Regions from separate parts of the Mus musculus genome. Here all the other regions are linked to region 1. A link is a contact called in public Hi-C and promoter capture Hi-C data. All regions are on one chromosome and are shown on one strand. The core of a region is the stretch at or near the end of the contact, and the rest is flanking DNA. Distances in the headings are between cores, read along the strand shown.

What was found. Promoter capture Hi-C pulls out the DNA fragments that hold promoters and counts their contacts. A called contact is a pair of places that touch in the nucleus more often than the background predicts.
Region 2: a contact with region 1 is called in a Hi-C map of cortical neurons, with 2.9 times the contacts expected there. The contact joins the promoter of Nipbl here to the promoter of Slc1a3 in region 1. A contact is called at or near these places in 1 of 15 datasets of contacts at CTCF or cohesin (the NIH/3T3 cell line), 11 of 484 Hi-C or Micro-C datasets (brain, cerebral cortex, cortical neurons and 4 more), 6 of 115 datasets of contacts at active chromatin or transcription factors (the SCID.adh cell line, astrocytes, embryonic stem cells and 3 more) and 1 of 9 other capture datasets (embryonic stem cells).
Region 3: a contact with region 1 is called in a promoter capture Hi-C map of the 3T3-L1 cell line, with 2.7 times the contacts expected there. The contact joins the enhancer-like site here to the promoter of Slc1a3 in region 1. A contact is called at or near these places in 11 of 39 promoter capture datasets (the 3T3-L1 cell line, 3T3-L1-derived adipocytes, the HPC-7 cell line and 7 more), 1 of 484 Hi-C or Micro-C datasets (cortical neurons), 1 of 115 datasets of contacts at active chromatin or transcription factors (embryonic stem cells) and 2 of 9 other capture datasets (liver and pancreatic islet).
Region 4: a contact with region 1 is called in a promoter capture Hi-C map of 3T3-L1-derived adipocytes, with 3 times the contacts expected there. The contact joins the promoter of Ranbp3l here to the promoter of Slc1a3 in region 1. A contact is called at or near these places in 19 of 39 promoter capture datasets (the 3T3-L1 cell line, 3T3-L1-derived adipocytes, the C10 cell line and 12 more), 1 of 15 datasets of contacts at CTCF or cohesin (the NIH/3T3 cell line) and 1 of 9 other capture datasets (adipose tissue).

What each region holds. Positions count from the first base shown.
Region 1 is chr15:8,707,922-8,714,145 of GRCm38.p6, reverse strand. Slc1a3 (solute carrier family 1 (glial high affinity glutamate transporter), member 3) reads left to right here and starts at 3,339. Exons shown (of 10, transcript NM_148938.3): 1 at 3,339-3,807; 2 at 5,307-5,584. The coding sequence starts at 5,404. Gm31340 (a long non-coding RNA gene) reads right to left here and starts at 3,120. Exons shown (of 5, transcript XR_383822.2): 1 at 3,074-3,120.
Region 2 is chr15:8,442,836-8,449,879 of GRCm38.p6, reverse strand. It overlaps Nipbl (NIPBL cohesin loading factor), which reads left to right and starts at 5,417. Exons shown (of 47, transcript NM_027707.3): 1 at 5,417-5,755. It overlaps LOC102634078, which reads right to left. Exons shown (of 3, transcript XM_017316813.1): 2 at 5,916-6,165; 3 at 4,017-5,817. The coding sequence ends at 4,589.
Region 3 is chr15:8,990,216-8,997,037 of GRCm38.p6, reverse strand. The region is part of intron 1 of Ranbp3l (RAN binding protein 3-like); the gene reads right to left. Among named protein-coding and RNA genes, the nearest start is that of Ranbp3l, 26 kb to the right of the region's middle. Within about 2 kb of position 1,362, at least 36 of the 459 cell types and tissues checked have an H3K27ac peak or open chromatin away from gene starts, as enhancers often do. A contact at or near this core is called in cortical neurons, where this site is marked.
Region 4 is chr15:8,962,733-8,969,447 of GRCm38.p6, reverse strand. Ranbp3l (RAN binding protein 3-like) reads right to left here and starts at 1,499. Exons shown (of 14, transcript NM_198024.2): 1 at 932-1,499. The coding sequence starts at 1,022.

The DNA.
Region 1 (6,224 bases), core at 2,090-4,589:
CACAATGTCACATGTTAAATTTGCCATGGGGCCCCATGACTGCACATCGAGCAGGAATCCACATAGCTCAGTTCCTCATCTTGCTCTCAATCTCATTAGCAAACTGGCTAATAGGGCTCCCTACAGAATCCCCATAACACTCTCTGGTCTGCTGCATAATGTTTATGGATGTGTGGTTATGAAAGAAACCAATGCTTGAATCACAGTGATTGCTTCGTGTTGGTTGACTGAACACATAAACCAACAAACACTATAAACCTATTAACCTCCACAGTTAACACAGTTGCACTTTTAAGTCCTCGTAGGATTTAAAAATCAAATCCAGTCAGTTAAAAACACAACAACCCTGGGGGTTCACTACAGATATTTCTGGGGTATGTATGTATGTATGTATGTATGTATGCATGTATGTATGTATGTATACAGCAAACTAAAAGACCATCTACGCTCATCCGTGCATCTTCCCCTGCTCTCTCTGTCTGGTCTACATTTACACACTGAGAGTAAGTCAGGTCCTTCCCATTTCCCTAGAGTTAGACTGTGGGCTCTCCAGTCTGACAGTTGTGTAGACGTCTTAGTACTTATGGTCATGGTCACTCCTGCTGCCCGACAGACAGGTAACGGGGTGCGGGTGGGACTCATTTATAGGTGGATTGCTTTGCTGCTTTACTGTCCTGTTTTTCCCAGGAGAAAGAATTTACCTAAACCACAGGTTGCCTTCACATGCTCAAAAGAAAAAAGTTGGCTGCTCTTCTCAAAAGGGAACAGCGTTTGCCACGAGTGTGTGTGTGTGTGTGTGTGTGTGTGTGTGTGTGTATGTATGTGTGTGTGTGCGCGTGTGTTTGTGTGTATGTGTGTGTGTGTATGTGTGTGTGTATGTGTGTGTGTTTGTGTGTGTGTGTGTGTGTGTGTGTGTATGTGTGTGTGTGTGTGTGTATGTGTGTGTGTGTGTGTGTGTGCGTGTGTGTGTTTGTGGGGTTTACTTTGCTTTCATCTGCAACTCCAGTGCAAAAGCTTCCAGAACTCCGTGCCCAGAATCTGAGTACTTGACATGTAATACAACTTTCGGTTCATAATGGTTTTGGTCTTTCATTTATTTGGTGCTTCTTTGAAGAGGGAGAGGCAGAGAAATCATTTCCAAGTTCAACGGTCCTGCTTCAAGTCCAAGTTCCTGCTTCTAAAGTACAGGGGGCAGTGGGGGAAGTACCCAGAACAAATCAGGTTGCCCCCCAGGGCATTACTGCTATAGTTTTGTTTTGTTTTCTTAAGTACATGCAGAAGAAGTAATTCCCAATACTGGGCCCAGACTCAAACCTTGCACTTCGTATGAGCTCTGAACTGAGACTCTTTGCATCTCAGTCCCCCCATTAGGTTTTATTGCAACCAACACAATTTCCAAGGGAGAATTACTTCCTTTCTCTATGAACACCAGACTCCTATGTTTTTTGCACAAATTGAAATAGTAAAATGGTAATAGCCAGAGTGTAGGGATTTCCAAAGGGGAAGGGGTGGAGGAAGGGAGAAAACCCAGACAGGCTCTCCTCTGTGCTAACCAGAATGGTTTGTCGGCCCCCCTTCCCCTCCTTCTTTTTTGCTGGGTTTGGAAAGTGAGCAAGGTAAAGCAGAAATGTTATTGATTTGAGTGTCACTGAGACTCCACTTAAAAGTGTCCTGTTTCTCTTTCCAGTACCCTTAAAGTGCAAATCATATACAGGGGGAAAAAAAAACCAAATCATAGTCGTGACAAAGGCATGGCTCAGGTTGAGATGAGGGTCTATGCACATCTGAGGTAGCAACAGGGAACAAGGAGCTTCGGTTTATCACAGGAAGTGGTAAACAAGGGATCTGATCTGATCTCTTAGATTATATCTGCCGGTCTTCAGAGTTGCTTAATGCTCGCTGTTTATCAGGCCCAAGACAGACTCTTGCCCTCAAAGAACTTATCATTGAGTTGAGAAGCCCCGACTTGACCTGATCTGGGAATCAAGGGCACAGGGCCAAGGCAGCACATAATTAAGTGTTAAGCAATCGAATGCAGATGCTAAGGGATCTGAGGGACAAGAGGAAAGAAAAGATCACGGAGGGCTGAGGCTGACAAGAGACCGAAGATTCTCATTAAATTGTTAAAGTAGTGTTATGGTAGGAAGTTGTTACAATTGCTGCTAATTTGACAGGTCAGGCACTCTTACAACCAACCATTACTTTCCAACTAGCAGCTGTTCCAAAGCACATACATGAACAATTAAGTCTGGCAGGGAACTTTTTTTTTTTTTTTTAAAACATAGCTCCCTGGATTTGCTAATGAGGAACAAAATGACATATTTTGGTGTTTGGATGACAGACACGAAAACTGAGCAGACTTTGCGTGGGGATCTTAGGGAACCAGCAAATAGAATGTGGGCTGTGATCTTGGGTGTGTTTTCATGTTTCTAGTGAGCCGTTTTCCTTCACCTCAACAAGTTCTTAAAACTGAGGAGAGAGGGGTAAGTCACTCTCAACAACTCCTTTTTTAACTTGCAGGTTGTATATTTGTGCAGTCCGTTTTCCTTTTAAGAAAAATGGCAAAAAGCTAGGTATGGTGGCACACACCTTTAGTCCTAGCACTTGCAAGGCAGGGACAGGCAGGTGGATCTTTGAGTTCAAGGCCAATTCGGTCTGCAGAGTTGGTTCCAGGACAGCCAGAGCTACACAGAGAAATCCTGTCTTGAAAACCCAAAACCCAACTAACCAGCCAACTATACACCACACACACACACACACACACACACACACACACACAGGAAGGAAGAGAGAGAAAGAGAGAGAGAGAGAGAGAGAGAGAGAGAGAGAGAGAGAGAGAGAGAGAGAGATGGAGGAAGAGAACAGAAAAGGAGAGAGAGAAAGAACAAGAAAACAAAAACCAAGAGAACTTTCTAACTCCTGAAAACGGGGATGGGGGCACTCAGCATTCTTTAAACGGAAGCAATTGAATAGCTTACCTTTGGAAGTCATGAGTGTGCATCTGCACTCTTGGTCTTAAAACAGAGTTTACTTTCTAGTTTGGCAGCGATCCTGATTTTTTTGTGTTTCTTACCTTTTTCTGTCCGCAGAGCAGGCAGCCAGAGCCCAATCAGATTCCTTATATTGGAGTTTTAAACTGTAAAACAGGGGCATGTCTCACCTTGTGTTTTGAGTAACTTTATACAAGTTGAGAGGGCGGCAGTAAGCATTCTCCTCTCTATACTTAATTGTATTCAGGATCCTTCCAAGAAATTTCAGTTATGTCCCCAATGCTAAAGGGGTGGGGTGCTACAACAGTTGTGTGAGCAGGCAAAAGAACACCCTCTGACGTCCCCTGAAGGGGAGGCAACCTGAAATGAGGTAATTAAACGTGGCCTTGGAGAAGTCTCCCAGACGTTCTAATCCGGACTTCCAGCGTCCATGTGTGTGAGCGCTTTAGTTTTCGATTCTCTCAGGTCCTGATTTTGCGTTTCTAATATAAGTGAACTAACAAGGCGTGAACGTGGTCTACGGAGCAAAACAAAGCCATAAAGCGTGCTTCTGTGGTGCCAAGATTAATCAATATTCCGGGGAGCTCGGGCTCCCCCCTCCTCCTGCTGTTTTCATTTTCCCACTCCCCCTTTCCCCAGTACAGGCTCCTCCTCTTTTCTTAAGTTGCCTGATAGTAAGTGGCGGTTTCAGAGCACATGCATGTTGTCAGGGCCAGCCTGCTCCGCCGCTCGCTAAGCTGTTACTCCGAGCTACCTGCTGGGGAATTCACCTCCACGTAGCCCGGGGTGTCTTCCTCCCATCCCAGAGTCAGAAAAGGTAAGCGCAGCCTTCTGTAGCCCGCGGGGCTCAGTTTTGCGTCCCACTTTTCTGTTTGCTGAGCGCCGGAGTAAAGCTAGCCATATTGGTAGGTAAGGTCCTGTTCGGACCGAGAGCAGCCGGCGTGTGCTAACTATGCAAGCCCAGTCCTCTCTGGGTTTGAAATTCAGTCGATCGAGGTTGGGGGTGGGGGAGTAGACGGACGTTCGAGATCTAGAATAAAAATCAAGATTGAACGGGTGTACTTTAAGGGGAACTGGCGGGTTAAGGACATCAGAATTATTAGTTTAAAAAAAATCTGGACTCTCCTCTCTTTATCCCCCCTCTTTAAACTTTTAATCTAGTGTAAAGTATTAAATACACTGCAGGTCTTACTATCAATGATCTCAACCTACAATTTTATTTAAAAGTCAAAACTCTTAAGTCTTTTTTTTTCCAACCTTGGATTTACCGAAAGCCTGCGAGTTGCAGCTACCTCCCCCACAGATGCACACGCTGGCTCCGACTCTGCCAGATACACACGTCCACAGGCGCTGCTGATCATCGCCAAAGTCTAGGGCTTAGGATTCATGTACAGCGGCAGGAGGAAGCCCTTGATTGCCAGCAAGGAAAATGGTTAGGCGTTTGTATTTAAATAACCTAAGAGCACTTTAAAGAAACCAGAAACCACACGCTGTAATGTTTGGAATGAAAGCTGGCTTCTCTCCTCCTCTATCCCCAAAATCCTAAATTTCAAAATACGGAGACAGCAGTGAAGGTCTCCTCCTCGCATGGCTTGCGGGTTTGCCCTGAACACAGATGGTGCTTCATGCTCCTACCTTCTAATGATATGAAAATGGATTGTGATTTTAGATCATTTATAGATGTGCCCAGGGCAATATGCTAACTTCACAGGAAAGGTTTCCCTGTAAAAGCCTCAATTGCATTTCTACTGTCACCTGGGCACTTGTGTTCTTTTTATGGCCGTATTTACAAGTTAATTGGCTCATGTTTCTTTCTTTGTGAAGTCAATAAATGAAACCAAAGACTCACACTACATATGCCAATGGCTACATGTCAGTATCTCAGTTAGCTCTTTTTTTTTTGACATAGTTATATATCTTTAACCGCATACAAGACATGAGTTCTCAAGTGGAATTTTTCTGTTTAGTTCAACCAGGCACTTAATGAGTGTGTGGGTTGTGCGAGGCACTTGGCTAGGCTCTGAGGACAGAGTGGAAATGTGGGTGCTTGGTCTCATCCAACCCTGAAGAACCCCTTACTCATTGAGGGGATAGAGCAAACTGGAAAAGGAACACAACTTTTTGCTCATCTATTCTAACTTTACGTTAATTTTGTACACATAGTCCAGTAAAATGCATACAATCTGGCCTGCTACCAAAGCTCTTCCGTCTTTTAATTCTCGTGCAATTAACTCACCGTCTGCCATCCTGTGAGCAGGTCCCGATTGCTCAGCCCAGGAGGCTATAACTTTTTTTTTCCTTTCTATTCCGCTCTAGTTGTCCTCTCTAACACCAAAGAGGAGAATTCACTTTCTGGGAACAAGTGCAAGACACTGACACGCAAGGACGTGATAAATTCCTAGAAAGATAAAATATGACCAAAAGCAACGGAGAAGAGCCTAGGATGGGGGGCAGGATGGAGAGATTGCAGCAAGGGGTCCGCAAGCGGACACTTCTGGCCAAGAAGAAAGTTCAGAGCCTCACCAAGGAAGATGTTAAGAGTTACCTGTTTCGGAATGCCTTCGTTCTGCTCACGGTCACTGCTGTCATTGTGGGTGAGTCGTTTGTCCTCAACCAACATTACAAAAGCTTGTATCCTGTTTCTTTGGGATGCATGAATGCCTGGGGGGTGTTATCAGATAGACTGACTGTAGGTATTCCAACTGATCGGTCAGGATCTCCTCTGCATTTGAAGAAGTTGGCTTTTCTTTCTGTTTTGTTTGTTTTGTTTTGTTTTTCCCCTCTCCAGAAACAAACAAACAAACAAAACCATTTGTTGGAAGCTGAACACATGGCAACCAAAAAGAATTGTTGGTAAGCCTCTTGCGCATCCATTGATTGTGTGCAGAAATGAGATAAACGCTCTCCGGTGCCTTTGGGGGATAAGAGAGTGATAATTGAATCACTAGGTAGGCTAGACTTGACCAAATGTTATCGTTATACAGTGTGCCACTGTGCAGGTTGGTGGTGGCGCACACCTTTAACCCCAGCACTTGGGAGGCAGAGGCAGGTGGATTTCTGAGTTTGAGGTCAGTCTGGTTTACGAAGTGAGTTCCAGGACAGCCAGGGCTACACAGAGAAACCCTGTATCAAAAAATAAAAACAAAAACAAAAAACAGTGTACCACTGCTACCTAAAACTGATTTATACAAGAGGCCCAAGATGAATCATGGGCCGTTGATAATAATTATATCC
Region 2 (7,044 bases), core at 4,168-6,667, 270 kb after region 1:
TAAGATAATCCTGCAAGCGCTCTGATAACAAGCTAACCCAGCCCAAAGAACATTGAAAACAACTCTTAGAAGCCTCCCTCTTATCTACTGTAGATGGGACAGATTTTAAACACATCTTGCACTCTTCCTTCAAAGATAAAAATCCCCTCTAAACCAGAGGTAGTCTAGATTAGATCAGTACTAAGAAGGACAACTATAGTTCAACTCTCTGGTTCAAATCCAGCATGTAGATTGAACTTTCATAAAGATTTATGACCTTAAAATAACTTTATATTGAAACTTAGTATAGGATATAGCTGTCTACCTAGTTTAGAAAAAAAGGGTAGCTATACATATAAAGAAAAGTAATCTGATTAGGACACATGATTATAAATGGATGATATAGCTAAGATCTAGAGTTAGTGAAAATTCTTAATTATAAGTGAGTAGGATTAATGAGAGGCCAAAGTTTATTCTTATACTATGATAAGTAAAAACAAATAAAGATAGTCACAGGAGAAAGTTTCACTTCTATAATTTTAGCAAAAAAAAAAAAAAGGATAAAGCACACCAAACTTGTTCCATAAATATTACCATAAATTTAACTAAGACAGTTACTGCAAAACCCTGAAATGAGGCGAGGCGAGGTGAGGCGTAAGCCTTTTTTTAATCCCAGCACTCCAGAGGCAGAGGCAGAGGCAGGTAGATCTCTGGGTGTTTAAGGCTACACTAGTCTACTTAGAGAGTTTCTGGCCAGATCTACACAATAAGACCCTGCCTCAAAAAGACAACAACAAAAAGAAAGCCATACAAAACCACACTGAGAGGAGGCTAGAAAGAAGGGCTAGCAGTTAAGGGTGCTTCCTGCTCTTCCAGAGGTTTGGTTCCCAGCACCCAGGGCACACAACCACCTGTACTCCAACTTGAGGGTCACAAGTCTCATCTGGCTTCAGAGGGCACCTGCCCCCTCTCCCCAAGTCCACAAAAGCTAAAATAGTAGCACGTTTTAGTGATAGTAACATTCAGCAAACATGTGAAGCCTTCTAACAGTTTTAAGTTCTACCCTCAAAATCCCCATCCTTGACTCTTCACCAAAGTTTAAGTCATCCGAAAGCTAAATTAGTTGTCCTAAATACAAGATAATTTTGAATCTATTGTAAAATAATCTACAAGACACACATACACTATTTGCTTTTTATTTGCTGTTTTCTCCCTTTTAAAAATGTGTTCTTTGCTGGGCAGTGGTGGGGCACGCCTTTAATCCCAGCACTTGGGAAGCAGAGGCAGGTGGATTTCTGAGATCAAGGCCTGGTCTAAAAGAGTGAGTTCTAGGACAACCAAGGCTACACTGAGAAACCCTGTCTCAAAAAACCAAAAAAAAAAAAAAAAAAAAAAAAAAAGAAGAAAAGTAGAAGTGTTTCTATTAAAGATAAATAAATAAATAAGACTTACTGCCAGGTATAGTGAAAAGATAATTTAAAAAACCCTTTATTTTTATCACTTTAAGATAAGTTGCAACTATATTCATTAAAATATATATTTATAAAATTCATCAGCTTTACCAATATTTTGGCAATGATATGAATTTAAAAATCCATTTAAAATGTTGTATTCCTTCTGTAATTCATTGATTAAAAACACAAATGGGTATACATGAACATTTTCAGCAAATAACCAAGTCAAGAAACTCATTCCCTTAACCCAAGGTGTAGAAGCAAACTGATTTTAGAGAGTAAAAATGTGGAAGCAAAACAAAGTAGTAGTGTTGAGGAAGACAGGTGTTAGGCAAACAGACAACAAAATCAGGAAAACATCACTCTCAGAGCAACTGAGTCTATGGAAGGTCTCAGTTTGGATCCACTGTGTGGTGGTCCATACCAGAAATTTCAGCAATAGACAGGCTGAGACAGGAGGATGGGAATAGTAAGACCGGCCTGCACTATATAGTGAGGGGCTGTCTCAAAACAACAGGGATCTGAAATTTAGGCGAGCAAAATACAAATTGATTCTGTGAAGAAATACTCATAAACCCTGAAATTATTTAATTCTGTTGTCGGAAGACCCTTCAAAGAAAGCGAGCCCTTGTCTTCTTTCATTCCTTATTTTATATGAGGTGGCTAGAAAAGAGCTAATTAGCACCTAATAAATCTTCAGTAGGTTTTGAGGGAATAAATTAAAGTTATTAATTTTAGGTGTTGGGGAGATGGCTCAGTTGGTAAAATACAAACATAAGGACCCGATTTGAGTCCCCAGCAAGCTGGATATAGTAGTGGGCATAGTAGTGCCCATGTGTAATTGCAGCACTGGGGAAGCCAAAAGAAGTAGCTCCCTGAGAATTTTAAACTGGCTAGTTCACTTTAAGCACAGGTCCTCAAGTCCCTGGAAGAAACCTCTTAAAAAGTAAGGTGGACAGCTCCTGTCACACACGTGTACACTCTCACACATAAGAACACACACGCAAAATTGTATTAGTTTAGATGAAATGCCGAAACCATGCCAAGATTTTGTACCCAACAGCATATCAACTGTCTCTACTGAAGCATGCACAATCACTAGGTCACCAGTAACATTCAAGGAAGTTTGCAGGAGGGTAAATAAATCTGCTTCCGTGGGAAACGGAACGCATGAGGAAGATTCTAAGCCACTTGGAAGTTACTTAAAATCTGTTTTCAAAACTAATTAATACGGTGCAGATTGACTCTACCAAATAATATTTAATTATTTGGGTATAAAATAGCTACTAAAACAGTATCCTTGTCTAAAAATTCTGTACATGTAAAGAAAAGAAACAGAACTAAATAAAGTCTTTACTGTACAGCTTCCAGCCCACTGCTATATTAAATTCTAAGATCTACTCTCCAGCTACTGGGAAATAAAATTTCTTACATTTGTACTTTTCCAAAATGCCTTTCAGTAAGCTAAGTAAATCTAAAGAGACGTCAACCCCAACGGTGAGCAAAATACCAACACGAGGCTTCCCTCATGTTTCACAGAACCTGTATTTCAGAAAATCTAAAAATCCCTGTAGCTTTTGCTTTGACAGCATAATTAAGTAGTAACCGAAGTCCTTTCCACACCCTCTCTGAATCCCAGTGCCCGGCATGCATTAGGTCACCAATAAATACTTGCTGAATGAACTTTTCCAGTAATGCTGCTGTATCTGAGCCGAGCCAATCAAATTCTTAGACTTCGGTTCAGTCAGTCAGTCAGTCTTGCATGTATTTGCAAGAAAGGGGGGGGGGGGGGGCAGACAGGATTAAGAATGCATTTTTGTGAGTCACTAGAGTAATATGAATTAGCCCACTAGGGGCAAGGCCACGTGATCAACAAATGTCCAGGCCTCTGCCATGCCATCTAGAGAAACCTAAAAGCAATCATCTTTATGAGCTTTCGAATGTCTAGAAGAGAGCTTTCTCCTGACCTCTAATAACCTTATCTCGGTTCCATCTAAACATTTTTCCAGTTTTCACCGTCTTTCATAAAAGTTCTGTTAGGTATTGATAAACTCATAGTAAAGGGTAGAGTTCAGAAGTGAGGGAGGGGAGTGACTGAGCCATCCACAGCGCGCTATGCAGAACACCTGCGAAGGAAAGTTAAACTTCATTTCCTGAAGCCCTGAAGGCTACTGGGGAAAAAGAGCCAGACGAGATAGAAAGCCCGGAGGAAAAAATGAGAACGACGCCGCCAACATGGAAGGTAAACAGAAGTGCTGGAGGCACCAGGGTGACATGGGGCAAAACCCTGATGACGAGGGCGCCGCCAAGTCCCAGGGGCACTCTGGGGAAGGGGACGGCAGAAGCATGGCGAGGCTTAGTTCTATTTGCACGGATATCAAGCCCGGACCTTTTCCCCCACTTGCAGGACTCCTTGGGCCGAAGTCACCGCCCTGACTTACTCCCTCTGGTCGCGATAGTCATCTAGTGTCAGGAGTGCAGAAATGACAAAATCTTTAACACCTCACCCCCAGTGACTTCTAAAGCAAAAGAATAACCTGTAGGCGAGCTGTCCTATACATCAGTGCATAGACAAGCAAACGATTAACGCTGACAACTTATTTTATTTAAAAAAATATAATATGGTTCCTCCTGAGTAAAATGTGCTTACCTACTGGCACTTTTTACCTGAAGAATTAGCCCCCTTACAATTTATACAAAAACAAACAAACAAACAAGCAAGCAAACAGAAAACTGTGTGGCGATGAAATGCCCTCCGGTTTTACAGTAAGACACTACCATCGGGTACGGTACTGTATTCGTATTCACATTTTGTACTCCAGCCTTGTCCAGAGCCTCTGAGTTTTCAACATACAGAGGAAAACGATGTTTTGAAGTGCGCCGGTGCCGGGGCTCCGGTGCCCGGCGTCAGGATGGCCTGGGCTCCACCCACACCTAGATCGCAGCGCCAGAGCGACCGGCTCCTTGCTTGCACAGCGTCGCCTACAGGCCTTATCCCGACTACCAGGGAGGCAATCAAAACCACCGCCAAAAAGGAAAAAAAAAAAAAAAAAAAAAAAAAAAAGAGGCAAGTCCAGCAGCCCTCTCGTATTTCCAGAAATTAATGCACCACCACCACCACGATCACGATTCCAACTCAGCCAGGCTGGGAGTCTTCACCTCCGAGGACTGTGTTCTTCGCAGAAAATAACCCAGACAGACATAGGATCCGGCCGCTCCCGGGACGATCCATCCATCACGGCTGCGGGAACAGCGTTTGAAAGGTCGGCATCCAACCCGCCGGCAGCGGGAGCTCGGCTTCCCCCCGGGGCCCGGGGCCGGCCAGTCAGGGAGAGCAGCGCGGCCTCGGCTGGCCGCCTTCTCCGGGATTGAGGGTGGGGGGCTATGAGGCCCGGAGCGCCTGAGAAGAGGGAGATCCCGGCCTCACGCCACCACAGCGGACCAGCGCCCGGCTGCTGTCGCCTCGAGGGGGACCAAAAGGAAAAAAAAAAAAAAAAAATCAAGCCGGTCACCCGAGCAACGGCGTAGACGCCGTCTTGCAGAAGCGACCCCACGGGCAGCATCCACGGCCGTCCGTTGCACAGGACAAGGGCACGGAGCAGAACCGCCGCTGCTGCTCCCGCTGCCTCCGCCGCTGTCGCCGCCGCCGCCGCGCCTCCGGAGCCCGCGGGAGCCGGCGCGCTGAGGCAGAGCTGCGAGCCCGAGTGGCGGCGGCGGCGGTGGCGGCGGCGGAAGTGGAGTAGGGAAGAGGGGGTGGTTGTTAGTGTTTGGCGCCGGCGGAGGGAGTCATTCCTGCAGCTGCACTTCCGGTCGGCATTTTGTTCTGAGAGGGAGAGACGGAACGAGAGAGAGAGACACACACACACATACACACACACATACACACACACACACACACATACACACACACACACACACACACTGGGCTCCTTCCCCCCCGCCCGCCCTCCCGTCCCTCCCTCCCTCCGTCGGTACCGACTCACCCGACACCAGCAAAGCCGCCAGGGAGGGACGCCCCCGCCGCCAGGAGGATTGGTTCCCGGGCCCGCGGCGATGCCCCCCCGGTAGCTCGGGGCCCCCGGCCGGGTGTTTGTGTGAGTGTTTCTATGTGGGAGAAGGAGGAGGAGGACGAAGAAGAAGCCGCGATTTGTCTTCTCGGCTGCTCTCCCCCCGGCTCTACATGTTCCCCGCACTGAGGAGACGGAAGAGGAGCCGTAGCCACCCCCCCTCCCGGCCCGGATTATAGTCTCGCTCTCTCGCTCTCTCTCTCTTGCCACCGCGGCCTCGGCCTCCGCTTCGGATTCAGACGCCGATTCGCCCAGGTAAATTCCTGCTCTTTTATTTCGGCGGCGGCGGTGGCGGCGGTGGCGCCGGCGCCAGGTCCCTCAGCGTTTCTCCTCCTCGCTCCCCTCCCCGCCGTTTCCTCAGCGGCCCCGGGTCTCTTCCACGGGGCGAGTCGAGAGAGTGAGTTCGCTCGCTCGCTCCTCTCCGGCGGCAGCCACCCTGGGTGGCGGCGGCGGCGGCGGTGGCGGCGGGGTTCGTAGCCTCTCCCGGCCGGCTTCGGTGACGGGGAACCGGGCTCCCTGCCGGGCGGCCGGGGAGGCGTAGGCCCGGCGGAGAGTGCAGGCCGCGGGCCAGCGGAATCTACTTGAGCTCGGGGATTAGGAGAGCTCCGGGCTGAGCGGAGCGACTGCTGGTCGGTGACAGGCCTCGCCCGGGAGAGGAGCCGTAGCTAGTGAGGAGGCGGAAACAATACAACTATCAGCAAATGTGCCCCGATCGTCCCCCATATTTACAACTTTCCCGGTCCGGGAGTGGGGAACGTCCCAGTGAAACAAACAACCCCCCTTCTTCCCCCTGTGACCCCATGAAGGGAGGAAGTAGTTTCAGTTAGTGAAACAAATGTAAATACTCAGACACGGCTACAGTGGTAATTCTCTGCCAAACTTGTTTGGACGTTTTGGAAAGTTAATAAAGACTGGTTTCCTTTGTAAAAGGATCAAACCGTCCACATGTATATTTAATCTAGAAAACCCTAGCGTTGTGCACACTGCACATCCCCGCCCAGGAGCTTTTATGTTGTTTGACAGAGTGTGTTGCACATGGACTTTTTATTCAAAGACCAAGTAGAAAGAACTTGACAGGTTTACTCCGACACTTTGTATTTGTATCTGTTATGTAAGGATAATTTTAAATGACTACATAAAACTCTCTGGATACTTTTTAGCCTAAACGGGTGCAAGAATACAAAGAATTCTAAGTGTTTTTGAGCGTACATGGAGATAAGGATGAAACCTATTTTCTTTCAAAGGATAGAAGTTAAGTTGCACTTAGAATCTTTGGGAGGTTTAAAACACACATACATATACACACATAGAAGGTGCCATCCTTTCTTGTCAGGGCAGATCTTAGTGAGTCCCAGGATTGTCATTGGCTGTTTGTACCATGATGTTTGACTGTGTAATGAGCGAGGTGTCATTTTAATAGGTCAAATGTATCTGTAGATGCTGGAGAAAAATACCAGTTCTGTATCTTACCAAGTTCTAGTTCACGAGTAAGTTAGATGTTGGGAGCTTGTTTCTCGCGGCTTTGGCAATGGAAGTTGGTGTAA
Region 3 (6,822 bases), core at 113-2,612, 280 kb before region 1:
AGGAATTATCACAGAGTCACTCCTTATAAACACACACAAAAAAAAGGAAACTCCATTCCCCATGATCATGTCCTGTAAGCTAGTGTCTAAAACTCCACCACACTAACTCTAGTTACTCCCCAGGAACCAGTTGAGTCAAAATAACTTCTTTTTCCATCCCGCTGAGATACACTATTTAGTTCTTATGCACATGCTTTTCCTGCCATGTTACACCTCTCTCTCTCTCTCTCTCTCTGAGCATAGAACGGTGCATGAGGTTACAGGTTGTATAGAAGACACTCATTAAAACTTGGACTCCTTTCCCTCCTCTGGGTCCTTATGCTTTCAGCAGTCAGTGGCTGTGCTACTTTGTGGTAGCTTTGGTGGAAGAAGGTCACTCACGGCCCCTCAATAGCAATTTTTTAAAAATCTTAGTTTGTTTTTTAAAGATTTATTTATTTATTTATTTATTTATTTATGTGAGCCTTCATGTGGTTGTTGGAAATTGAATTCTTAGGACCTCTGCTCGCTCCAGTCGGCCCTGCTTGCTCCTGCCCAAAGATTTACTTATTATTATACCTAAGTACACTGTAGCTGTCTTCTGGCACACCAGAAGAGGGCGTCAGATCTCATTATGAGTGGTTATGAGCCACCATGTGGTTGCTGGGATTTGAACTCAGGACCTTCCGAAGAGAAGTCAGTGCTCTTACCTGCTCAGCCATCTGGCCCCCTCAATAGCATTTTCTTTTCACTCACTTTCCTACTCTTACTCTGATTTTCTTCTGCCTCTCCTCCCCCTTCTTTTGAAACAGTTTAACATCAATATAGTTCTGTATTCAAGCTGTAGCCAGAAGCTGTCTTAGAAACGCTTGCTCCTGGAATTGTGAGCCTTGGATTGGTGAGATGGCTTAATGAGTAGGTTGCTTGTCACAGGTTTGAGTTTGGATCCTGAGGACTCTAAGTCAGTTGTAAACCCTCACTCCCATAACAAGATCGGAGTCAGAGACAAGATAACTCTTGGAAGTTTGCAGCCAGCTAACCTGGTGTAAGTCTCAATGAAGAACAAAAGACCCGGTGGAAGACAAGGACGAGCACTTGAGGGTCATGTGCACACACACACACACACTCTACAGAACCACAACTACACGTGCACACATGTAAAAAGATATGACTGAGATAAAACAGCAGCATCGGCCTGAGTCTGCTGGAGATGCAGACTGTGAGTTAAAATCTGTACGTTACACCCTTTCTTGGTGAGTTAAGTCGTTCAGGAAGACGTCTTGAAGAGCACCAGATTTCTTTCAACCAAGGTCAGATATACAAAGGCATCAGTAGAGACTCCTGGAGTCAGTGAGTAACTCTGTGGAACGTGCTGAGAAGGCTGGCTATTAGTGAGGAAGGAAATGACGTCATTCAAACCACACACTGTGGATTTACACTGATTATGATCCAGTGTAAATATTCAGGCCACTCCAATCAATTTGAAAGTAATATCTACATTAAGGATATTGAAATGTCACTATTGATATTGAAACCAGTCATTCAGATTCGCATGATTTCCTCTGAGTTGCAGAAGTTTGCTGTTTTAAAAATATGATGCCATTCCATGAAATTATGAAACACTAATTAATAATGTTTCTGCAAAATTAGCCTGGAAGCACACATTTCACCAAAAGCATCTGTGACTGTTCTAAGATTCTTCAAAAGGGATATGAAACATTTGAAGTGTCAAATGTGAAAACAATCACATCTTTCGGAAGAGTAGACAAGTCATATGAGACGACTTGAGTTACTGCATGGAACCCTGCAAAGGTTTCTTGTTGTTTTGTTTTGTTTGTTCTTTTTAGAAAGGAGAAAATAAATAAAATCCAGGACTTTATTAAAATCTTCTGAAGATGTTCTGAGACAGACAAAACATGGTCCCAGAAGGTGGAATTGGTGCCAACTCACACATGAGTCACGAATCACAAGCATGCGTCACTGTATGATGATGTCTCTAGCCATGTGTGGGGGACGCTGTGAAAGGCACACAGGATGAAGTAAGCAGTAAATTGTCTGTGATGACATTTGAGGACATGCCTCTATAGATGAGGTTGGTGGGACCACAGAGTCTCATCTCATTACGATTCGCTATGACGATGAACTCTCAGTTCTATTTTATGAGATGCTTTGCTTTGGCTCGAAGGAAGAATGGCAGGACCCCAGAGTGAACCAGGCAGACCCACAAAGCACTGGCTAAGTGAGTACCGCCCCCCAGTGGCTTAAGGCTGCTCACCCCTGCTGAAATTACATAAGCAATTTGTGTATTGTAAATATCAGCTGATTGTAAGACATACAGAAGTTTGCTAAATAAAAAAGGAAGAAAAACCCTTTCTCCTGTCTGTATAATTCTGCAAGTTTAAATACCTCTTTCTGTTTCCATTAGAAACTGAGTTGTCAGCTGCCAACTGTCAGAAACCTAGCAATTCTTGATTTGAATTCATTTATGAGAAAAACATGTAAGAGAGAAGCAAGTGAAGAACACTGCTTCCCTTTTTAATCTTATTTTTCCTTTTTTTTTTTTTTTTTTTTTTTTTTTTGACTACTAAGTCATTCTGATGTGTCCCTAGGTCAGCCATCTTGAGAAAAACCCCTGTGCTGTGTCAATGGGAACAAATACAGAGAGCCACAGCTACAAAGGGACAGTGCAGAAGAGTAACCCTTGGAATACTTGGTCCTAAATGAAATGTCTCCCTCAAATCTCTCCTCTCAAGGTCCAGGGAACCATGAGGAAAAGGAGGTGGAAAAGATTTTAAGACTCGGAGTGTATGGAGGATCCTAAGGACACAAGGCCTTCTAAAACCCAGCAGAATCTGTGTACATAGGAACTCACAGAGACAGTAGCAGTGTGGGTGGAGTCTGCAGAGGTCTGGGCCTGCTATCAGGGGACGCAAGCCCACATCCCTAACCCAGACTCTATGTCCAACCGATAGCTGTTTGCAAATGAAAACTTAGTTCTCTCCAATGGATGTACAAACTAAATATACAAACCACTCTTAAGGTGAGACAACATGCCCAGAGGTAACTGGCCAGCACAAAAGGAACTTAGTGGCTTTGAAGGTTTGTTTGTCTTATAATGCCTAGTCGGTTCTTTGTATTTTTCCCTTATGTATGTGTATGCACATTATGTATAGACATTATAAATATATATATGTATATATATTATGTTTTTTAGACTTATTTTAAGTATGAGTGCTCTACCTGCATGTAGACCTGCATGCCAGAGGATGGCGTCAGATCCCATTTATAGATGTTGTGAGCCACCATGTCATTGTTGGGAATTGAACTCAGGACCTCTGGAAGAGCAGCCGATGCTCTTAAACCCTGAGCCATCCCCAGCTCCTATATTATGGTTTTCTAGTTCTGTGTTTTTTATGGGATTCTATGTGTGTCAATGTGCATCTCTGATCTGTATGTGTTTCTTGAGCTTTTCCTTTCTTTCTTTGTTTTTTTTTTTCCTTCTGTTTGTTCTCTCCTATTCTGATTTGTTTGGTTTTCTTTTATCTAATTTGATTTTATAGTTACTATATTTTTAGATGCCTGTTTGTAGCCTAATGAAAGATGAAAGAAATATTTGTGTGGGCAGGGAAGAGCTGGGAGGAATGGAGAGAGGGAAAACCATCATCAGAATGTATTGAATTTTTAAAATATCTGTTTTCCACCCAATTAATGGACAGAAGCAGCTGACCCCTGTTGTTGAATTAGGGCAGGCTGAAAGAGGCTGAGGAGAAGGGCGATCCTACAGGAGGAACAGCAGTCTCAATTAATCTGGACCCCTGAGATCTTTCAAACACTGGGTCACCAAACAGACAGCAGCTGATATGAGGCCCCCCAACACACATACAGTAGAGGACTGTGTTCATTCAGAGATGATGCCCCTAACTCTCAAGAGACTGCAGGCCCAAGGGAGTTTAGAGGTCAGGTGGGGTGGGGGGTGGGGGCATCCATGTGGAGATGGGGTGTGGTGGGGAGAAGGTGTGGGATGTGGAGCAGTCGGAGGGTGGATGGGGAGGGGCAGTAATGGAATGAGTGTAAAAAATAAATTAAAAATAAAATAAAATTTAAAAATATATATTTTCAATAAAAAAGCAAAATGACCAGCAATGACCCAATGAGAATGCAAAATGATACTCATTTCTTTAAGTTCATTCCCTAATAATTTTTTAAAAAAAGATTATTTTCAATATTTTATTTTTCATGGCTATCACAACATGCTGCACTGCGTGCTTCAATGTCAAGAGACCGCTGTTTGGATAATTTCCTTTCTCCCCTCCCTTTCAAGGCAGTAACTGATATATGAAATGCTTACGCAAATCCTGACTTGTCTTCGCCCATTTGCCTTGTGGAATGTTTAACTGGATATGACCCCAACAAACTCTGTGAACATTAGACCTTGCTGAGCTCTGCTCTTATGCCCTGGCGTAATACAAAGACTTACACGTTTGCATCGTACTTTAGCTATTGAGAAACATATTTAAATATATTTCTATTTGGCAAATGAATAAATGATTCCTAGGAGCCAGAATATACTGCTTTTAGAAGGCTGAGCTTTGAGAAGTTAGAGACCAAGTTTGCCTTCCTCAATTTGCTGTGTGATTTCGGGAAGGTCATTAGCTCCTCTGAGCAGACTTCCTCATCTGTGAAACAGGATCCTAATGCCTCACTGAGTAGTCATGATTAAGGAAGGTTGCTATGGTTACCACTGAGCACAGTGCCTGGCTTATAAGAAATGTTTCATTTTTACTACAATGACATACTCTTCAGGAGTGGATTATTATACCCTTTATCAACAAAGGGTTTAGGACTTTAAAAATCATATCATGTGCCAATGTCATACAGAGAGTACCTGGGGTTCCAAGTTCTCATAGCTGATTCCAAACCTCCTAGCTTTCGTGTTCATCCAGCCTCCGTCTGGGCTTTCACAAGAAGCTCTACAACAGTTGTTCCTGCAGCGGGGTATGGCTGAGTGGCCACTCTTTCCTGCTCCCTTGGACCTGGCCAGGCCTGGTGGTGATGCAATCTGATGCTGCATGCCTGTTCTAACACATTGATTTTTGCCTTTCAAGTTATATAGAAGGAGTCTTTTGTTTTTAGTTATGCGTTCATATTCTGACTCTAAGGAGGTTTGTTCCAGGGTGTCTGCAGGCAAAGGACATGGTGATCCTAACGACACAAAGTCTCATGTCAATGTGCTCAGCCACTGGCAAAACAGTAACAAAAGAATGTATTACCATTGACAAGAGTATACCCATCCCTCCATAGTTTGGAGGTGGTATTTTATTATCAATAAAAACCATTGTGTGAGTCTGTGAGAAGGGTACCTGTAATCTTAGCGATGTTTATCGGAGCATATGTGTGTGTCTCTGTGAGAAGGTTACCTGTAGTCTTAAATATGTTTATTGGAGCATATGTGAGCTTCTGGGGGGATGATTCCAGAGTGATCAGCTCTGTTTCTCTACACCCTTCCCTTGTTTGGGTCTGAAGGCTGATAACGATGTAGAACGTGACCTGGGATGCGCATGGTCAACCAGTACCATTTGGCAATACATATTTCATTTGACAGCATTTGTAAGTCACACATTTTCCCCTCAGAATAGCTCACAGTGCGAAAAAGCTTCCATATGCTGGAAATGAATCCTTACTTTGCTGAGAGAGGAGAGGAGTGGAAATAGAGTCTAGGCTTCATAGGACATTGAAGACATGTCCTGGCTAGGCACGTGGGTTCAAAGTGCCTTATTCTTAAAGTCGGTCTCAAAATAATTACCCATCAGTGTTGACTGTTAAAATTCAGCAAGTAATTTTGATACAAAATAATCTTCTTCATAACAATTAAGTCGCTATTCTAAAGGACTACCGCTAGGTTATTATATATCCAAGTATCAGATTCTTCCATTTCAGCAGAGAGATACAGTTTTTAAATTCCTTCATGGACTCACAAAGCACAGTCGGGATGAAAATATGAGTGTGACTTTCTCCAATTTCTAAAACCTATCCATATCCATTGAGTCTGAGTATGCAAGGGGAATAGAGTCCTTGTTTCCCGATTTCCACAGGGGTAACAACGTGTTCTGCTGTGGTCAGGTCTTTGAAAAAAGGCAAGCAACAAAAGGAGACTAACCTGCAATCCAGCCTCACAAATCTCACAGGCTAGAACCCTTTCCTCTCTGGGACACACAGAAAGCCCAGGGCCAGGCATAGTCAGCTCCTTGATGTAAAGGCTCACCTACCCTCCAGACCCCCAGGAGCTGGGAGAGAGTATGGATAAAGTTATGCTTGCTGTAGAAGCTAAAGTCTAGATTGTTCTGTGCAGGTCGCCTTTTGTACACTTAACTCCAAATACTTTGTTCATCACTGTCTAGAAAGTACAAGAACAGATTTCATTCTTAAAGTGTATGTGGCCTGAAGGTTTTCCCAGGGAGGTTGAAAACAGCCCTTTGTGGTAAGATCTCGTGCTCGTTGGAGTCTCAGAATAAATCAAGTCTGAGGACTGGGAAAGTTATCCTAATTGCGTGATGACCTTTTAATTTGTCTAAGTGGTAAAGTGCACACAGCAAAGCATTTACCACTTTAACATTTTAAGGATACAAAATGGCATTAACTACACTCGCATCACTGCAAAGCATTCGCCACAACCATATCTCCAGAGTCTCACTGTCTGCCTTGGCCTGAGACCTTGCATTTAGTTAACAGTAACACCTTGTTGCATAGCACAGTGCACATATGGAGGTCAGGGGACAACTTGGGGGAGTTGTTTTTCTTTTTCCATCCTTTGGGTTCCAGAAAAGGAATTCAGGTCACCATCAG
Region 4 (6,715 bases), core at 250-2,749, 260 kb before region 1:
CTGCTCTGCTAAGCCCCGTGTGGCATGAGGTCACTCAGCTCAGCTCCGGAATCTTGCAGGGAGGTGGCTTGAGACATTCACCAAATGTTAGCACCCCTACGCTACCTTGAATGTGGGAGGTTTCCATCCATTAGCAGCTACCCACCAGGAGAGTGAAATCCAAAGCCAAGTATACACAGAAATAAATGAGGCTCTTATGCACTGTATATCCTAGATCCATGACAGGCTGCAAGGAGTTAGATGCGTTTGGAAAGTTCTTAGCCTGGGGGAGGGGCAGGGTGATGCTGGTGTCATCAGCTCACAGCCTTTCCCACTAGTGTCTTCTGTTGTCCTTATCAAGGGGATAGAGTAGTAGTTGGTCTATTTGTATCAATCGTCTGGCTGAGTAGTCAATCTGAAATGCTTTTAAAGATTATTCATGGAAAGCCTGGTGAGGTGTGGCGTTTAGGTGTCCATCAAGTCAAATGCCACACTGTCTGTTCCAGATCTCTTTGGACTCTAAAATGAGTGCCAAAATATGCATTTTCCACAACTGAATGAGTCAGAGGTCTTCACAAAGTTAGATGTAAGCAAAGCCCCTACTAGTAGTAGGACATGAGGTTAGCGCCAGGCTAACAAAGCTGCTCTTGGCTAAATTTCCTCAATAGCCCAGTCAGCCTTGCCCCATGGGTGTTTTCAATTATACACACCCTAGCACACTCTACACAACTGGCAGTGTCTAGTTTGAGTACCTGTTTCCAAGGAATATGTATTCTCAAAAGTCTTTCAAGAAATGATAATCCTTTAAATCAACAGCGAGGCCACGGGAACCTACTGTCCAGCCTATTATTCTTCCTCTCAGAGGGTGCAAGCTCTTCACCAGCCCACCCTTCCCCAGACATACAAAAGGTCAGAAAGTCACAGAGCGCAGGACTTTGCTCTCTAGACCCACCTTGCTGTTGCCGATCCTCCTGCACCTGCAGCTGACGCGTGCACGAACTGGTGAACAGGTGGCTGTCGTCTTTCCTTTGTGTTGTAGACATGGTACCAACGATCTGGCTGTGACTCGGGGACCACTAGCGCAGTTTGTCTTAGCCAGACATCAAAAACTGTCTTCAGAAGTTACTTGGAAAGAACACAGAGGCACGCGCAGATCTCGCCTCGCATGTAAAACATTTACTCCTCGAAAAGCATGCCAGGGTTTCTACTGGTCAAGAATTCTGCAGTAAATATTTACCAGTATCGCACCTCCTGCCTACAAAGATGCCAGCTTATTTGGCTGGAAACACGACTTAACTCTTAGTTTATTTTAAAGCGCCCTGGACCTTTCCCCTTTTAGAATGTTCAAAAAGAAACGACGTCTCTCGGTGAAACTAGCTCTCTCGTTCAATTTTAGCCGTTTTCAGTTCCTTCTCTGCTGTAAAGTCCAGTCCCTCTAGTGTAGAGAGGACTGCTAGAGAAACAAGCAAAGGGGGAAAGCGCTGCAGGATTAAATCTGCCTGGTTGGAGTTCGCCCCTGTGACAGTTGGATGTGTACAGTTCTTAAGGGAGGCTGGAGGGGAGGAGACTGGGCTAGCTGATTAGCATAGAGAGGCAGGCAAGAAATAGCATTCTTATTGTTTTAACGGAGTGACCAAAGCAGGGATGGTAAAGATGTCCGGACAGCACAGCAATTAACCACCTTGCTTCTGCTGCGTTGTCATTAAAGCCCAAGCCCAAAGCAGGGCTTGGGCAGTGCAGTTATTCTCAGGCACAAGCGAAATGGAAAAGATCCAGCTGGATCTGGTCAGGAGCGCATGGAAATGTACTGCTGGGACTCTCGGACTCTGTAAACAGCTCCGAGGCTCCAGGAGAGGAGCACAAAACACTACCCGGAAACATTAGCTTTGCTTCCCAGCACAGTCTCGACCACTGCTGCCTCTGGGTTGTAAGACAAGGCAGCTTGTGAGGTTTCTTGTGCTTGCCGGTCCATCACTGTTGGAAAGCAAACCCTAAACTCCTTAGACTCAGTGAAGTCATAATGAATATCATAGGTCCTGCCTTGCAGCGTGACTCTGAGCGAGACGCTCTGCTTGAATTTGGAAACTGATATAAAACACCCTAATAAGGTTGCCTCCTTATGATATCTAGAAGGCAGGGAGATGTGTCTCTTCTTGTTTTCTTCTTTCATCCTAAGGCAATTGACAATTTCCCAAGCATATTTTCATTTCTGAAAACACATGAAATGCATATATCACTTCACCTTTGTAATTCTTGTGACTAATTCAAATGAATTTTTTGTATTATATTTTGGGTTTTATTTGATAAAGCTGGCATAAAGATGTAGACTTGAAGAAGTGGATTCCTGGGCACAATCTGAGATATAAAGTTAAGTATGAAATCTACACTCTCACACCCATATGTTTGTGTGTGCATACCCAGGCATACACTCACACCTGAGACAATGCACACAGTCACACATGTATCCAAACCCAAATGTGTGTGCACAAACGCACACACATGCACACCCACGCACATGTGTTTCTTAATTCTCTGTTCCAGACAAAGGAGCAAAGCCTTTGTACACAAAGCTGGTGTTTGCCTTCATTGATGGACTCCAGCTTTTCTGTAGGTCTGTCACAAGTGCTACCATGTTAGAGACTAGGGCTGATGCTTGGGGACCCTTAGGGTTCTGCTTGGGGTTACACTATGGAGTCCTCGGCAGTGGCTGTATAATTTGCAGCAGGGATGCACCTGAGTTAATGCCCTGAGCTTTGAGTTACACTTATAACTGCTTTTTTAGGGTTAAGCGTTGTAGGCTCCAGTGGAGTGAATCCAGCCTGGCCGAGTCTTCCTTGTGACAGGACAGAATAAAGCATACCGAGGATGCAGAACAGGCATTTCCTCCACAGGCACTGCTCTTCCTCACCTTTTAGAAACAGCCACCAAGTGACTTCATACCAGCCATGCTTTGCTGTACATTTTGCTTATGAGCAAAAGCAAGACATTGGAATGGCAAAATTGCCCATGCATGTTGTAGTGGCTATTCCTGGTTGTCAACCTGACTATATTTGGAATGAACTACAATCCAGAATTGGAAGGCTCACCAGTGACCCTTATCTGGAGGCTTGGAGATAGAAGTTTCTGATCTGGATCTTGGTAAGATTAAATCTCCGAGTTCATGGTCATCTGGGATTAAAGGTGTGGTGGAACACACCTTTAATCTGGGCTACACCTTCTGCTTGAGACAATATAAGGACATTGGAAGAAGGGAGTCTCACTCTTGCTCCCTTGCGTGCTTGCCGTGTGAGACTGAGTAACTGCTAGATCCTTGGACTTCCATTCATAGCTACTACTGAACCGTTGTTGGGAATTGGACTGCAGATTCTAAGTCATCAATAAATTCCTTTATCCATAAGTTCTGTGACTCTAGAGAACCCTAACTAATACACATGCATGAGTGTGTGTGTGTGTGCACGCATATGTGTGTGTGCATGTGTGTGTCTGGTATGTGGGTGCACATGTCCATGCATGCATGTGTGGAGGCCAGAGTTTGACTTCAAGTATCTTTTCTCACCAACACCCACCCCATATTTTGAGACAGGATCTCTTGCTGAATCTTAAGCTCACTGCATTGGGCAGACTAGCTGGCCATCAAGCTGCAGAGCTCCGTCTATGTCTGCCTCCAGGACTGACATTATACCTGTTTGGGCAGGACCAGGTGGGGATCCAAACTCAAGATAAAATATTTGTCCAGCAAGCAGTTTACCTGCTTAGCTGTCTCCCACCCCCACAGGCTTTCTTATTTGGGTTCTTCCTTCTCTATCCTACCCTTTTCTTCTTTTCTGGAAACCTGCATCTTTGTGCTCTCCAAAGAGTAGAGTGGAAAGATACATTGTTACAGGTAAGAGGCTTGTCAGCCGCTACTCTTAGGGGAGATACTTGGAGCGTTGGTGTCTCATGATTAGAGTTGACAAATTCAGTTTAACAATCTAATGGTATTGCATTCACTAGAGAATTCTCTCTTCTCAGTTGAACCCTATTTACAAAGCAGAAATGCATTACATTAGTCCTCAAGAAAGTTACTTGCTTAATTCACAGCTCTCCTTTTCTCAAATATATTTGCAATATCAAGTCTATGGGTAATGATATTTTTAGTTTGAGTTTAGTTTTGAGAATTTCATATAAGTTTTTTGTTTTTGTTTTGTTTTGTTTTGTTTTTTAGACAGGGTTTCTCTGTATAACCTTGGCTGTCCTGGAACTCACTTTGTGGATCAGGCTGGCCCGGAACTCAGAAATACGCTTGTCTCTGCCTCCTGCCTCTGCCTCTGCCTCTGCCTCCTGCCTCTGCCTCTCTCTGCCTCTCTCTCTCTCTGCCTCTCTCTCTCTCTGCCTCTCTCTCTCTCTGCCCCTCTCTGCCCCTCTGCCCCTCTGCCTCTGCTGGGATTAAAGGCGTGTGCCACCACCGCCCAGCTTCATACAAATTTTGACTATATCCATCTCCCTCCCCCTTCTTTCAGGTCCACTTCTTCCCTACCTACCTAACTTGGTGTCCCTCCTTTTACCCCATCAAATCATATTAAACTACCGTATATACTGTTGGAAGTAGATTTCTGATGCAGCATGGCCAACTGAACGATGGCAACACTCTTGATAAGCGTTGATTATTCCTCTCCTGGCAGCCATCAGCAGTCAGTAGTACATTTGCTAGGAGTGAGTCTTCATGCCCACCTTCTCCTATCCGTGTAGTCTGGCTTGAGGCTACTCTGCTGTGAGTTCATACGTGCACCTGTTCTGCCCAGAAGACACTCCTTCCTAGTCTCAATTCACCTCCAGCTCTTACAGTCTTTGTTGAAATATGTTACACGGACTTCAAGCAATAACATGACATTTATCTTCATCCTCAAAGGACAGGAAAAAAAAAGATCCATAACAGATTAAAACTGGAGAACCTAGTCTGGTCTCAATATTACCTCAAAACTATGGAATGTTTAAAAGGCTATTATAGTTCAGGTATAATTAATTACCTCTGAGACTTTAGGCTTCCTGTTAATTTCAAATAACAGAATCCTTGTTCCTTTATGTAAGCCAGTTGTAGTTCCTACTCCCAGATCATTCACCCTTAATATATTGACCAGCAATATTATGGATTATAATAAGATGATAATAAGATCCTGAGTTTCAGGATCTTACAATGTATAATAAATCAGCCATCAAAGAGGGACATGTCTAGCTAGAGTCATATTATTGCAAGTTACTCTAAGTTTTTAATCTCATAGAGCTTCCTAAGTAATGCAACTGCCTGAATTCCCACTGGTATCCTCTGTGGAAACATGGCTTTCCTAGACACCGGTTTGCTTGAATACCTATTATCCAGAGACACTGCCTACTCATAAAAGGTATTGTACTGGCTGGTTTTGTGTGTCAGCTTGACACAGGCTGGAGTTATTACAGAAAAAGGAGCTTCAGTTGAGGAAATACCTCCATGACATCCAGCTGTAAGGCATTTTCTCAATTAGTGATCAAAGTGGGAGGGCTCATTGTAGGTGGTGCCATCCTTGGGCTGGTAGTCCTGGGTTCTATAAGAGAGCAAGCTGAGCAAGACAGAAAAAGCAAGCCAGTAAGACCATCCCTCCATGGCTTCTGCATCAGCTCCTGCTTCCTGCCCTGCTTGAGTTCCAGTCCTGACTTCCTTGGTGATGAACAGCAATGTGGAAATGTAAGCTGAATAAACCCTTTCCTCACCAACTTGCTTCTTGGTCATGATGTTTTGTGCAGGAATAGAAACCCTGACTAAGACAGGTACTCACTATTCAGAAATCTCCAATCCATTGAGCATTTCAGTCTTGGGTATCAAAAACCTCATCTCACTCTAAGGTCAAGGCCATGGTAGTTCAGAGTAACAATGTCTGTTCTTTGGCTGGCGAGCACTAGTTCTGGCTGCTGCAGGGCTCCCTCTGGAGGTCAGCAGAACCCAAGGTTAGTGCACTGAATCACCTCAGCCCCAAGGGACCTGAGAGCCACAGGATTGCAAGTGGAATGTCTGCAAGCTTAGCAGATGCTTGTAGTCTGTATCTGCAGAGGTGGGAAAGCTCCCAGGTCCTCCTCCTCAGGGTGAAATCAGATTGCTGTGTAGTGGGATTTAATGTCCCAAAGCTGCACATTCGTTTATCTTTATTGAAGTCTTTTTTCCCCAATTGTTTTTTAATTGGATATTTTCTTTATTTACATTTCAAATGTTTTCCCCTTTCCAGGTCTCCCTTTCAGAAACCCCTATCCCATCCCTCCACCCCCTGCCACTATGAGGGTGCTCCCACCCACCCACCCACTCCCATCCTCCTGCCCTGGCATCTCCTACACTGGGGCATTGAATGCCCTCAAACCCAAGGGTCTCTCCTCCCACTGATGTATGAAGTCTAAGAAGAAGGAAGGCCAAATGTGGATGTATGCTTCAGTGCTTTTTAGAAGGGTAAACAAAATACTTACAGGAGGAGATATGGAGACAAAGTGTGGAGCAGCAACTAAAGGAAAGGCCATCCAGAGACTGCGCTATCTGGGAATCCATCCCATATACCGTCACCAAACCCAGACGTTATTGTGGATGCTGGGAAGTACTTGCTGATGGAAGCCTGATGTGGCTGTTTCCTGAGAGGTTCTGCCAGAGCCTGACAAATACAGAGGAGGAAGCTCACAGCCAACCATTGGACTGAGCTGGGGGGGGGGGGGGGCTGATGGAGGAGTTGGAGAAAGAACTGAA